2 separate regions of the Bombyx mori genome follow, and region 2 is linked to region 1. The links are chromatin contacts, called in public Hi-C maps. All regions are on one chromosome and are shown on one strand. The core of a region is the stretch at or near the end of the contact, and the rest is flanking DNA. Distances in the headings are between cores, read along the strand shown.

Region 1 (5,584 bases), core at 1,272-3,771:
GTATAATAAAAATGAAACCCGCAAAATTATAATTTGCGTAATTACTGGTGGTAGGACCTCTTGTGAGTCCGCACGGGTAGGTACCACCGCCCCGCCTATTTCTGCCGTGAAGCAGTAATGCGTTTCGGTTTGAAGGGTGGGGCAGCCGTTGTGACTATACTGAGACCTTAGAACTATATCTCAAGGTGTGTGGCGCATTTACGTTGTAGATGTCTATGGGCTCCAGTAACCACTTAACATCAGGTGGGCTGTGAGCTCGTCCATACATATAAGCAATAAAAAAAAAAAAAAAAATTATAAGCTTGACGTTACATTGTAAGCAAGAGATCGGATCAATTATTTTTATTCCTAAAGATAATGTCATATAGTAAAAAACTTATTCATGAACTTGTTTACAATAACACATGAGCATTCAAATAGATAGTGAGATAATGTTTGTAAGTAATTATATGTAGATAGTCTGAAGGTTACGACTGCTACAAACATTCTTATTTAAATATAATTTATTCATAATATTTATCTAACGTTTGTTGTGTTAACAGAATAGATATAAAATATAATATCTACATATTTGAATACCGAAGACGATGAGCCTATTCAACATGACTTTTAATAATAATCCCGGCGCGCATGATACACGTGTTGATGCAACAAAATAACCTATTCCCCGTAAGAATTCAAAAGCGGATATTATAAATCAAAGTCTCAAAATAACTCAGCGTTTGTGAAGAAACTTTACCGTACTCGCGGAAAGATGTATGGTTGTGAGCAGAACTGTTTACCTGAAACAATAAACAAGAATAAATTGGTAAGAAACATAAAGCTTTTAATGAAACGTAAACATTGGATGATTGGTGTCAAGGTTGACCTGTCCACGGAATTATTAAAGGCCCCGCGAACGTTCGTGATAACAATAGATAAATCTTCGTCCAGCGTCCAACGCCACTATCTGAATTCTTGCGTTTTTCGCTCAATTTGATTATCATGGAAATAAACGTGTTAATGTCATTAAATCTTTGGCTTTCGAACACATATAGGGTATAACAATTTATATGTGCATAAGTACTTCTATTGGCTTTAACGTCTAACCAACTTTACAATAATATGACCTCAATACAATTCAATTACGTTTAAAATAATATTTTATAACATTAAAAACATTATGATCATTATTACTGTTACAATTATTATCTGTTATTTTTATCCTATTTAATACTGGTATGAATTAATTTAATTTCGTAAGCATCGTGTGAGTATTTCGTTACCGATAAACAAATACAGGTCATGTATTAAAGTTGCGATTTCTTTTCTTTTATTTTTGCTTTCGAAAATAGCCGAACATAATGGCCGACAGAAGGGGAGCGGTCATGGCTAAAAAAATATTCCCTTTAGGTTTTGAAATAGTGTATTCAAGTTTAATTGTATAATATTAAAGCATTCGATAATAATAATAATTTGGATACCATTTAACCAAGTAATAAATATATAACGAATACCGACATTCAAATTGATACTCATAATTTATTTAGCCTTAAGCCGTAGGAGGCATAACAAACAAAAAGCTTTCACCACTTTGCATTTTAATTTGTACTATAAAAGTTTCACCGTAAAATCTTTGAAGTATCGGAGTTAACAATCTTTGTCAGTGTTTATTTTTATTAGTGTTTTTATAGTACGCTAGCCGAGTCGTAACTGTAGCCATATTGATATTGATTAGCAAGATAGAACACGTACATACATGTTTATGTAACTGCATCCGCAAAAAACATAATTAACAGCACTGATGATAACAGCAACAGAGCTTATACATAGCTCAAATTTCTGACCAACCCATATTTTATTGAATTAATAAATAACCTGCTCAACATATTTTAATCATTTACTGCGAAATAAACTTGTTCTGGTAATGACTAGAAGATAATTAGTTCTTTTACAATTAATTATCTTGAATTGATCTTTGACACTTGGGAATAGAATTCATTAACAGCTATTAAATATTTTACTCTCTGCGACTCTCTGTGACTACGTGAATACCGTCTTGTTATATTATTGTTTGATTTATAGCAGGTATAACGGCTATCCCATCCTTCAAATCATACGTGTAAACTCATCGCAAGCTCTTCCAGTAACTGTTGATCGATTAAAAGTTAATATATGAACAAATTAATAACGAAGCCATAAAATGACGTGCAGTAATACTCAATAGTTTCCTCTTAATTATTCCGCGTAGGTATTTTTAAGTCACAAAATCAAAAGACATTAAAAATAACCCCGCGCATAATGAGTCTATTCATATGTGAGGCAGGCAATGTGATCGCTTACTTTTAAAACAACGGAGCCAGCTGTCCGCGGATTATATCTCTGAATTCGTGATAAATTAAAGGTCGGATGCCAACTCAAAATATAACAAGACTTATCTTACAAACTGGGCTCATTTAGTGGAAGTCGGCCATCTGATCTGACACCGGCGACGACCCCGGTCACGCCGCGTGGAGATGTGTACTTCACATTAATGGAATGCGAGAGCTCATTCTATCTGTGTTTGTAAACATCACGATGTGTGTTCAACATCAATGACGGTAGTCGAGTTTTATGTTACATTACAATTGCTTTCGAGGTTATTGTTTCTGAGAAATGTTACATTATTACGTTTGGGGTTTTACGATATAATACCGATGGGTGATTGCCAGTTATTTCAATCCTATTACGACATTGCCTGTTTACATATCTTGTGACAGAAAATAGAGTAGTTACGGAAATACAGTGACCTATATATCGACCTAAATCGGTTCTTTTGATTCTGGAATTTAACAGGTTACGAAGATAGGTACTAAAGAGACTAAATAAGACTAAGTCTCAATATATCTATTATTGAGACAGACATAGTTAGATAATTTTAGTAGTCCCGAATTTAATTGGGTGTTGTAGTAACCTATCACATACCACCATAAATAACATATTATTTTTTTCACCCCTTTTTGTTCATCACATTTAATACCAAAGAACTTCAAATGTTTTCGACGGAAAAGACACGATCTATGATTATTAGTTAAATTAAATGTGGTGTAATCATAAATTTTGATCTCACAAATTAATAATGTAATGAAGTGTCGACCTTAAAACCTGTATTATAAACAAGCTCAAATAATACAACTAAATTTTTGGTACAACGCTTCAAATAATAATAATTTAATGATTTATTGTTTGACCCGACAGCTCTAACAACTAATATAGAACAGGGAACAAAGTTCTACCCCACGCTTATTAGAATCCGCAGAAAGAGAATTAAAAGTTTCTCCGTTTCTTTGAAAAGAAGTTTGTTTAACTTTATAAGACCAACTTTGAGCAATATCGAACTAAACTGGAATTTATATCTACTCAAAACTTCTTTGACAACTGTCTTCGGTAATGTTTGGCTTCATTGAGGAAGTTTTTTCTTTTTAATTTTTTTGATTGGTGTTCATAATGAAAGCGATTAGCAGTTTTTCGAAATGATAATTATTTTATCTTTTTATTCTTGGGATTGATCATTAATATTATCAGTCCAAGTCTTAGTTCGTTAATTTCCGTGTAACGAATTTTTAATCGATTTATAATACTTTTTATTAGATATGTTTTAATTACTGTACCTATTAACGAAGTTAGCGTGATTAACGATGAGCACATATTTTTTTAAGGTGCCATAATTCTTGCAACCACACGTCGCAGTTATTATTAATAAAAGTTATACGTATTCCGAAAACCTTACAAAAACCAGAATTGTTTACATTTTTTGCTGTCTAAAAACGGGTCCTATGCGACTATTAAGAAATGCTGTTTCGAAAGAATTTAAAGGGAGATTTTTTTTGTTAGTAAAAAAAATGTAAACGCTTCGGAGTCGTAATTATAAGTAAGAATAATTTCGGGAACCTCTTTTGTTAAAAGAGGGGAGTTTTTATAAATGGGTAACGACCGCGGCAGGTGGTACATAAAATGGCGGCTGATAAATACGGCGCGGAGCAACAAAAAATGTGCAACAAAAACGAATGGAAGTGAAGAGGCCGGGTCGCCTCGCGTTTTCAATGTCGAATAGAGGTCGTCGATCAGTTCGTAGTTTAGCTGTTTGACTTATACGCACTAATTAACACTACAGGATAATTGAGGCAAACAAGAGTAGTTTCGTATAAATAAACGAATAAACGTTGTTAGCCTACATTTATTTATCTTGTAAATAGCAGCTTAAATTAAACATGTTACAATTTAGCGATTGTGTCGACACATTTTATGCATATGTAATATGTAGGTTTTGCTGTTAGAGTAAATATTATTGGAGCAGGCGCGATAACATAATGTAGAGACTACAATTGAGATACCATAGTAACACAGATTAGTGTGTTATGTATTTGGTTCTCCTACATAATTTAAATGAACGTTAACCGCGATTGCTGTCATATTCATAAATCTTAATTTCACGCCACGTATACCGGGAACACGTATATTCTACACGCGATAAAGTTTAAAGGCTCCGTCTTTGTATTCATCCGGTCGAGTCCATTAATATAATGAAGCCACAGCGCCATCACATCACGTTCCTAGCAGTGCCCACGTCCGCGTGCGCTACAAAAGGAATCCACTGTATTATTATTACGACGAAAAAAGCTGACACTATATTTTTTCCCCCGGCATCCAGGTAGCGCAACAAAAACCAAACGACCGGGCGAAACCGGTCTAGTAAAAAAACAAGTTCTTTGTAAAGGCAAAAGCATAAATCATGACAGCTCACGAACGGGACCGGTTCAATGCGTAGTCTGGCTCGTCTTGACTGCACGACTAATGAGCCTTCAATCAAGGTCGAACCATCGGAACGTTACCAACACTAATTTATTACTTGCTTTATTTAGATACAAACGAAACAATAATTTTATTGTATCTATCACTATTATTGCTCTGGTTACCGACAGTTCACATCCGGCTATTAAACCTACAATTATGTTCTTGATTTTATTAACGTTTATAACTGTAATATATTACAAAGCAATACCTAATAAATGAAAATAGAAAGGCACAAATAAACGTGGTAACAAAAGAAAATAATTACTGTGTTTAAGATGGAAATATTAAAAGCAACGATGAACAGTGCTATTGTGTGAAGCTGAAAACAAATATTTCTCATTAGTTTTTTTTTTTTTTTTTTTTATGATTGAAGGATTACTGGTGGCCCGGAGGCCTTTCCAGCTTCACCAGGACAGGTGGGCGAGCAAATGCTCAGCCAGGAGGGGTGGGATTTGCTAACAACTGCCCGAGCGCCTCCGAAGGAGACCTAACAACTCAAGAGCAGTTGCTTCGCGAATGAATCTACTACCGGATCGGAATCGCGACCCACTGAGAAGATCCGGCGAGAAACTCAGCGGGCTGATGCATGGGTTAGGCTGCACGTCGACCTCTTTGTCGAGTTCGACGCGTACGGTTACCGGGGTTCCTCAGCCTGCTCCTAGTGTTAGAGCTGAAGGTATCTAATGCAAGAGTTATTGGATCTGATGGATCCGTAAGGACGTGAATTTCTCATTAGTCGAGCAGTGAGAACACGCTATTGTTCTCTGAGAAG
Region 2 (5,584 bases), core at 1,508-4,007, 44 kb before region 1:
TGGCACTCCCATCAAGCCACACGCGAATGACGGCTGGATCGTAGCCAATACGCCCAGCGCCAAACGCTCAGCGATCATCGGACATTTGGCGCTTCACCAGAACGAGGGCAATGTGACAAAGACGCGCCTCATAAAATTTGCGAAATACGTACCTACACAGACAGTTAGATAACATTGACAGGTTTTCTAATCACCTATAAAATAATTTACTGAAATGGGATGACCGAAATTTTAAAAATAACGAATTGTTACGTTACCTCTGTATATGAACATATATATTTATGCCTGTGTGTGCGTGTGTGTGTTGACCACAAAAAATATCTGACTGAAAATAAAATAGTTTGAAATTCTATGCGGTTTTTATTTGTATATTAATCAGGAATTTAAATGAGATGCCCTACATGACGAGGTCTCCGTCTTCGTAATCGCGTAAAGAATCTTCCAGTATTAATTTAAGCACTGTAAATATTTAATGATTTAAAAAACATTTTTAATAGTCTACCGCGAAGTTATCGTTGAGGCAAGCGTCGAGGAAGCCATTTAACTTTAAGCTACTAATTAACTCGTTAAAACCGGTTTAAAGAAATCCCAAGAATTATATTATACATTACCTGTGGTATAATCACTCGTATTCTTTTACCAGCTCGGGTCTTTGATGTCAAATAATTAAAAAAAATAACATTGAAAAACCAAGACCTTGAGGTGACAGATACAGTATGTGTACCTACATATAATATTAATATGCAAATATAGAGTAATATTATAAATACTTTCAAAAATAAACGCTAATCTAATCAGAATACAAATGGTATGACGTAATATGATACAAACTTGAGTGGGCATATGGATACGTGCGTTGCACAATCTCGATAGATAGGTAGCGGATAAACAGTTGATAAACAATGTTCAGTAACAAGAAATGAAAAACGTTGTGTTTACGAAATAAAAGAATCGATGAAAAGTAGAATAGACATGACTTGAATAAACAAAACTATTGAATAAACAAGTTGTGAAACAATGCGACCATGATCAAAAGCTGAGGACAATAGAGTAACAAATAACTCGGCGGGGAAACGCAGACTCCTTACGGCAAAGTGATTGACAAGACAAACGCTCAGACGGAGCCCGTAAGCCTATTCAGCACATAGAATTTGTGCACAAAAATAAAATTCGACGTGTTCCGAATACTTCACAGACTATACAAAAACGTTTAAGAAAAACCAAACAACAAAATTTCACATCGTACGTATAATAAAATAACATATCCTAAATTATAACAGTCGAAAAGGTGGATCCGTATTAAGTGGGTTATGTAAGGCGACGCAAATAGTTCTGTGAAATTCGAGCCTTCAAACTGTGCAAATATAATAGGTAGGTAGGCACTCTTTGTGCTTTCGGAGACACGCGCAGTTTTGAATTATTCATTTTAACATACCACTTTACGTATGACATTTTGTTTTTACCGATCTTTCGAGTATAGGTAAACCCACCACACAGCTGCGTAAATAGCATGCGTCAATTTATGTGCAATTCTAATAAACAATCGTATTGAGTTCTATTTTCCATTATAGTAAAGTATTGATGAGGATAAGAGGTCAAAACCGTCATAACTATTTGTGACGAGTTCTATGAAACCGACCGCATGACTGGCGGCGATCAATCATCGGGCCTTTCTATTTGAAACACGAACTGAAGAGTATTGAAATTTTTGATTTATTTAATACCTACTTCTTTGAAAAGATAAACGATTATAAATCGAGAGCACGGTTTATGTTACGTGCTTCTGCTAAATTTCAGCGTAACCATCGCAGTATGCTATGTTACGTTTAAACGTTAAGCCACGAGTCAAAATTTATAACGATGCGATGTTTCGAAGCGCGTTCGTGAAGTCGAAGCCATCTCGTTAAAACCTACGAAGCGTATCGATTCCAACTCACCGACCGTGTAATGAAACACTTCCACTCGGACAATAACCGTTAATACATTTACTCGTGACAAAGCTTTCCCTGTCCCCCTTCGCACTGCAATTACACTTTTTTAGTGGAATGTTAAGTGAATAACATAATTATGATAATTATGTACCTACGTGGTCAAGTACTTTCTGAATTCACTTTCTATAGTAATTGTATAATTTTATTCTCAGTTTTTAAATGTCAAAGCGTTTGCTTAATATACGGAAACTCGGTTCGCCCGTTTCGTTGTATTGTTGTGATCGCTCGTATAGATTACAAAACGTTCTTGGCGCATCGGTTATCGTGACTTGGCCTGCAATACCACCTTGAAGATACAGTGTAGCTCAGTATCTATCACGACTGCTTGACTCGTGTTGTAAATTGCGCAATGCGCTATCCAAAGAGCACGGAGCAGAGCAGACTGCAATCTCTGCTTACCATCTCACGACGTGCAGTGATAACGTGTAAATTCAGACACCAAGTATTTTAACTGGAGACAAGTATTCAAGGAATTTGTTTTGTTGCAATTTTAAAATATCTATTTTGCACAAATGAAATGTCAATTATGCATGATCAGTAAAGAAAGTAGTGCTAGAAATGTTCGAATAACGATCGTAATGTAAGACAAAGGAATTAGATAACAGGAATTAGGTGGAACAAGCACGAAGGGTCATTCCGAGTTTCAACAAACAATAGAGCGATAAAGCTCTCGAATCGATAACGAATTGCTGTTTACGCTAACAATGCACGCTCGGAAAACGTTGCTTGATATCGCATACCGATACTAAAGGTCATTCGATACACGACTAGTGTAATAACATGATAAGTAACGCATTATTTATTGTACGCGATACGTTGAGCTGTCGTTAATCGGTTATATTAATATACTAATAGGTACTTGTAATTAACAGTTTTGAGTTAATCGACAGCAGCACGATCGTTAGCCATAACGATTTAAGCGGAATCACGGAAGGTGAGTAGCTATTAATGGCGCTATAAATAGAGGCTAATCGATATGACTGATATGTTACGAGATTTTTCAAAATCGGAATTTTTTTCCTCTAAAACCAGTTTGGATCAATTTAATGACTAGTTCATGACTTTGGAGTATTACTTCGGTTTTCCATGAGAACTGCTTGTTTAATGAACGAAAACTTAGAAACGATTTCAAATTGCAGGTAATGAGCTACTGCCTTATTTAATAACAACGTAAGCGATTACCAGTTCAAATGTGTTCAACATATATTATGACGTGCCACATCACATGTTAAATTTATCGATTACTTCAAAGACGAGAGGCATCATTCGCGACGAGGTGTGAAATTATTTATTAAACGACAAATATAACTACTATGATTCCTTAGTACTTACAGTGTGGAAAATAGTTCCAGAATCCAAGTAATTTTGAAATATTATACAGCTTCACTCTTTTCAATAACACGAACACAAATTAATCTTCCGTTAAATTAAATCTAAAACTTCCTTTTAAACTAAACGAAAGTTAGTATCACAGATATTCACAATAATATTACGGCGAAGTTTTAATGAATCCTGATATTATCCTGAGGTGTCCTTGAATGCGGCCAGGAAATTGTAAAATACGTTCACCTGCACTCACACACACAACGTAGTCAGTCAGCACTCTGTTAAGCTACACTATCACGACTGAAAATTTTAGTCGTGCCTTGCAGACGTACTAGAGCCTCCGTAGCGCACAAAGAACTGAACGCGGGGACCGGGGGAAGTGGAGTTTGCAGGAAAAGGGGGCGGGGGAGCTCCGCCGCGGCAGTCTCGCGACAGCGACGTAGCGGATCGTGATCGTAGCAACACTAGCAACAAGTGAAGGGCAACGCGGGGGTGAAGCAAGACGGCGGGGCATAATTTTGGGGAGGCTCCTATTCCCTAGTCGCACACAAAGAGCGCACCTGATGTAAAGCCCTGCACGCATGGGATGAACCGGTGAAGATCTCAAATTATTCACACAATGCATTTGGGGAGCGGTCATGTATCAACCGGGTTATTTTTTTATGTATAGCAATTCACGAAACATGATTTGTGAAGTTCAGCAATTTATAAATTTATTATTTTTACTATTATGGTGTCATTGATTTCTTAGCAGTTCTATGGATATCTCGTTCTACAGAGGCGGTGAACTCTTCTACCCAACTACAGCATTAAAAAATAATGTAGCAGGAAAACTAGATATTATTACTTTAACATCCCGAAATCAAAGGCTCAAATTTAATTTCTTAAATTATGTTAAAATATTCATTTATCATATTAAAGTCGTGAGTTTAATGAAATCGTGCCGCCTACGTAACGAGACGGAGAACTTCGAAAGAGTTTTATTACTAGAACATAATAATGTTACAATATATTAATTTATTTCATGGAAACAGAATTGGTATTTCCGTTTTTCCATGTAACAAGATCTATTAGTGTCTTAGCTGGTTTGACTTGCCGTAAAAACTTGTGCGAGTTGTTTTGGTTATAAATCTGTTGAACATATTATATGATATATCCAAGGCTATTTAATAATAGGTAAATTGTAAGATCTCTTAAAAAAAACTCAAGCGTTGGCACTCAAGAACATAATTTAAGGTGGTGATTTGTTTTTTTTTAACCAATGATAAAATAAATGAAAATGATGAAATGAATGGAATACATTGAAATGTAAACAAATACAAACCAGCAAACCGTAACATATAGAGAATGTTTTACAATAGCTCGACGATTTGGAATACGTCCAATTTCTTGACATGCTATCCGAAAAATGTATGTACTTACTTACCCACATATTTTAACGAGCGGAGTTCATACAGGTTATAGATGATGACAGAAATCCATTGAGAGTTACACAGTCGTAATAGTTTATGATATAGAGTAACTTTATATATCGTTATACTGCGAATTTAATCTATACGAACGCTACGCTTAATAAAACGTAAAGAGAATGTTATTAAAACGTTTTTATTACACTAAACGATTTTTTTGTTCTGGCCGAAATAATAATATCACGAAAAACCTAATTACTTTTTTGTTACGTATTAACATGCATAATACAACGTATCGCTGTATTTATTATTAACACAGTTTTTATTACTTCGGTTCGTCATGCGGGCAAGCGGATACGTGTAAGTAAATTGTTAGGCAAAACCTGTTTGCGAAGTTTTTTTTTTGTGAAAACAAGCAAAGAGGTCGCATACCTGATTTTGGCCTTGTGCTAATCGAGTTAGCGGTTACATGCGAATAACTAATGCTGTGTAATTTACACATTCGATGTATAAAAACTGCATCACAAGATAAACATTGAGCTGTTATTTTTAATGGGCACATTCACTTTAAATGACTGTTATGTTCTAAATAACAATGATAAGCGGTAATGCTCGAGAGAGATAACCACGCGCATGTCTACATAATCACGTTCTTTGATATGAAGTAGGAACACAACCTCACGACTAGATAATCTCCTAAAAATAAATGTTTTATCATACAATTGTTGGCGTACACAGTCATATACATAAGATAGCTCGCATAGTGAGAGAGGTGGGGAATTTGTTGATAACAAAATACAACAAACACGGCAGTTGATAGATAACCTGGTTGCAGTTGCTGATAACGACCCCGTTATC

The links. A called contact is a pair of places that touch in the nucleus more often than the background predicts.
Region 2: a contact with region 1 is called in a Hi-C map of whole pupa, with 1.8 times the contacts expected there. The contact joins two enhancer-like sites. A contact is called at or near these places in 2 of 7 Hi-C or Micro-C datasets (both in whole pupa).

The regions. Positions count from the first base shown.
Region 1 is chr23:11,163,143-11,168,726 of ASM3026992v2, reverse strand. The region is part of intron 7 of LOC101737516 (lysine-specific demethylase 3A); the gene reads right to left. Among protein-coding and RNA genes, the nearest start is that of LOC692945, 67 kb to the left of the region's middle. Within about 2 kb of position 2,521, at least 6 of the 8 cell types and tissues checked have open chromatin away from gene starts, as enhancers often do.
Region 2 is chr23:11,207,189-11,212,772 of ASM3026992v2, reverse strand. All of the region lies in intron 8 of LOC101737516 (lysine-specific demethylase 3A), which reads right to left. Among protein-coding and RNA genes, the nearest start is that of LOC692945, 23 kb to the left of the region's middle. Within about 2 kb of position 2,757, at least 4 of the 8 cell types and tissues checked have open chromatin away from gene starts, as enhancers often do.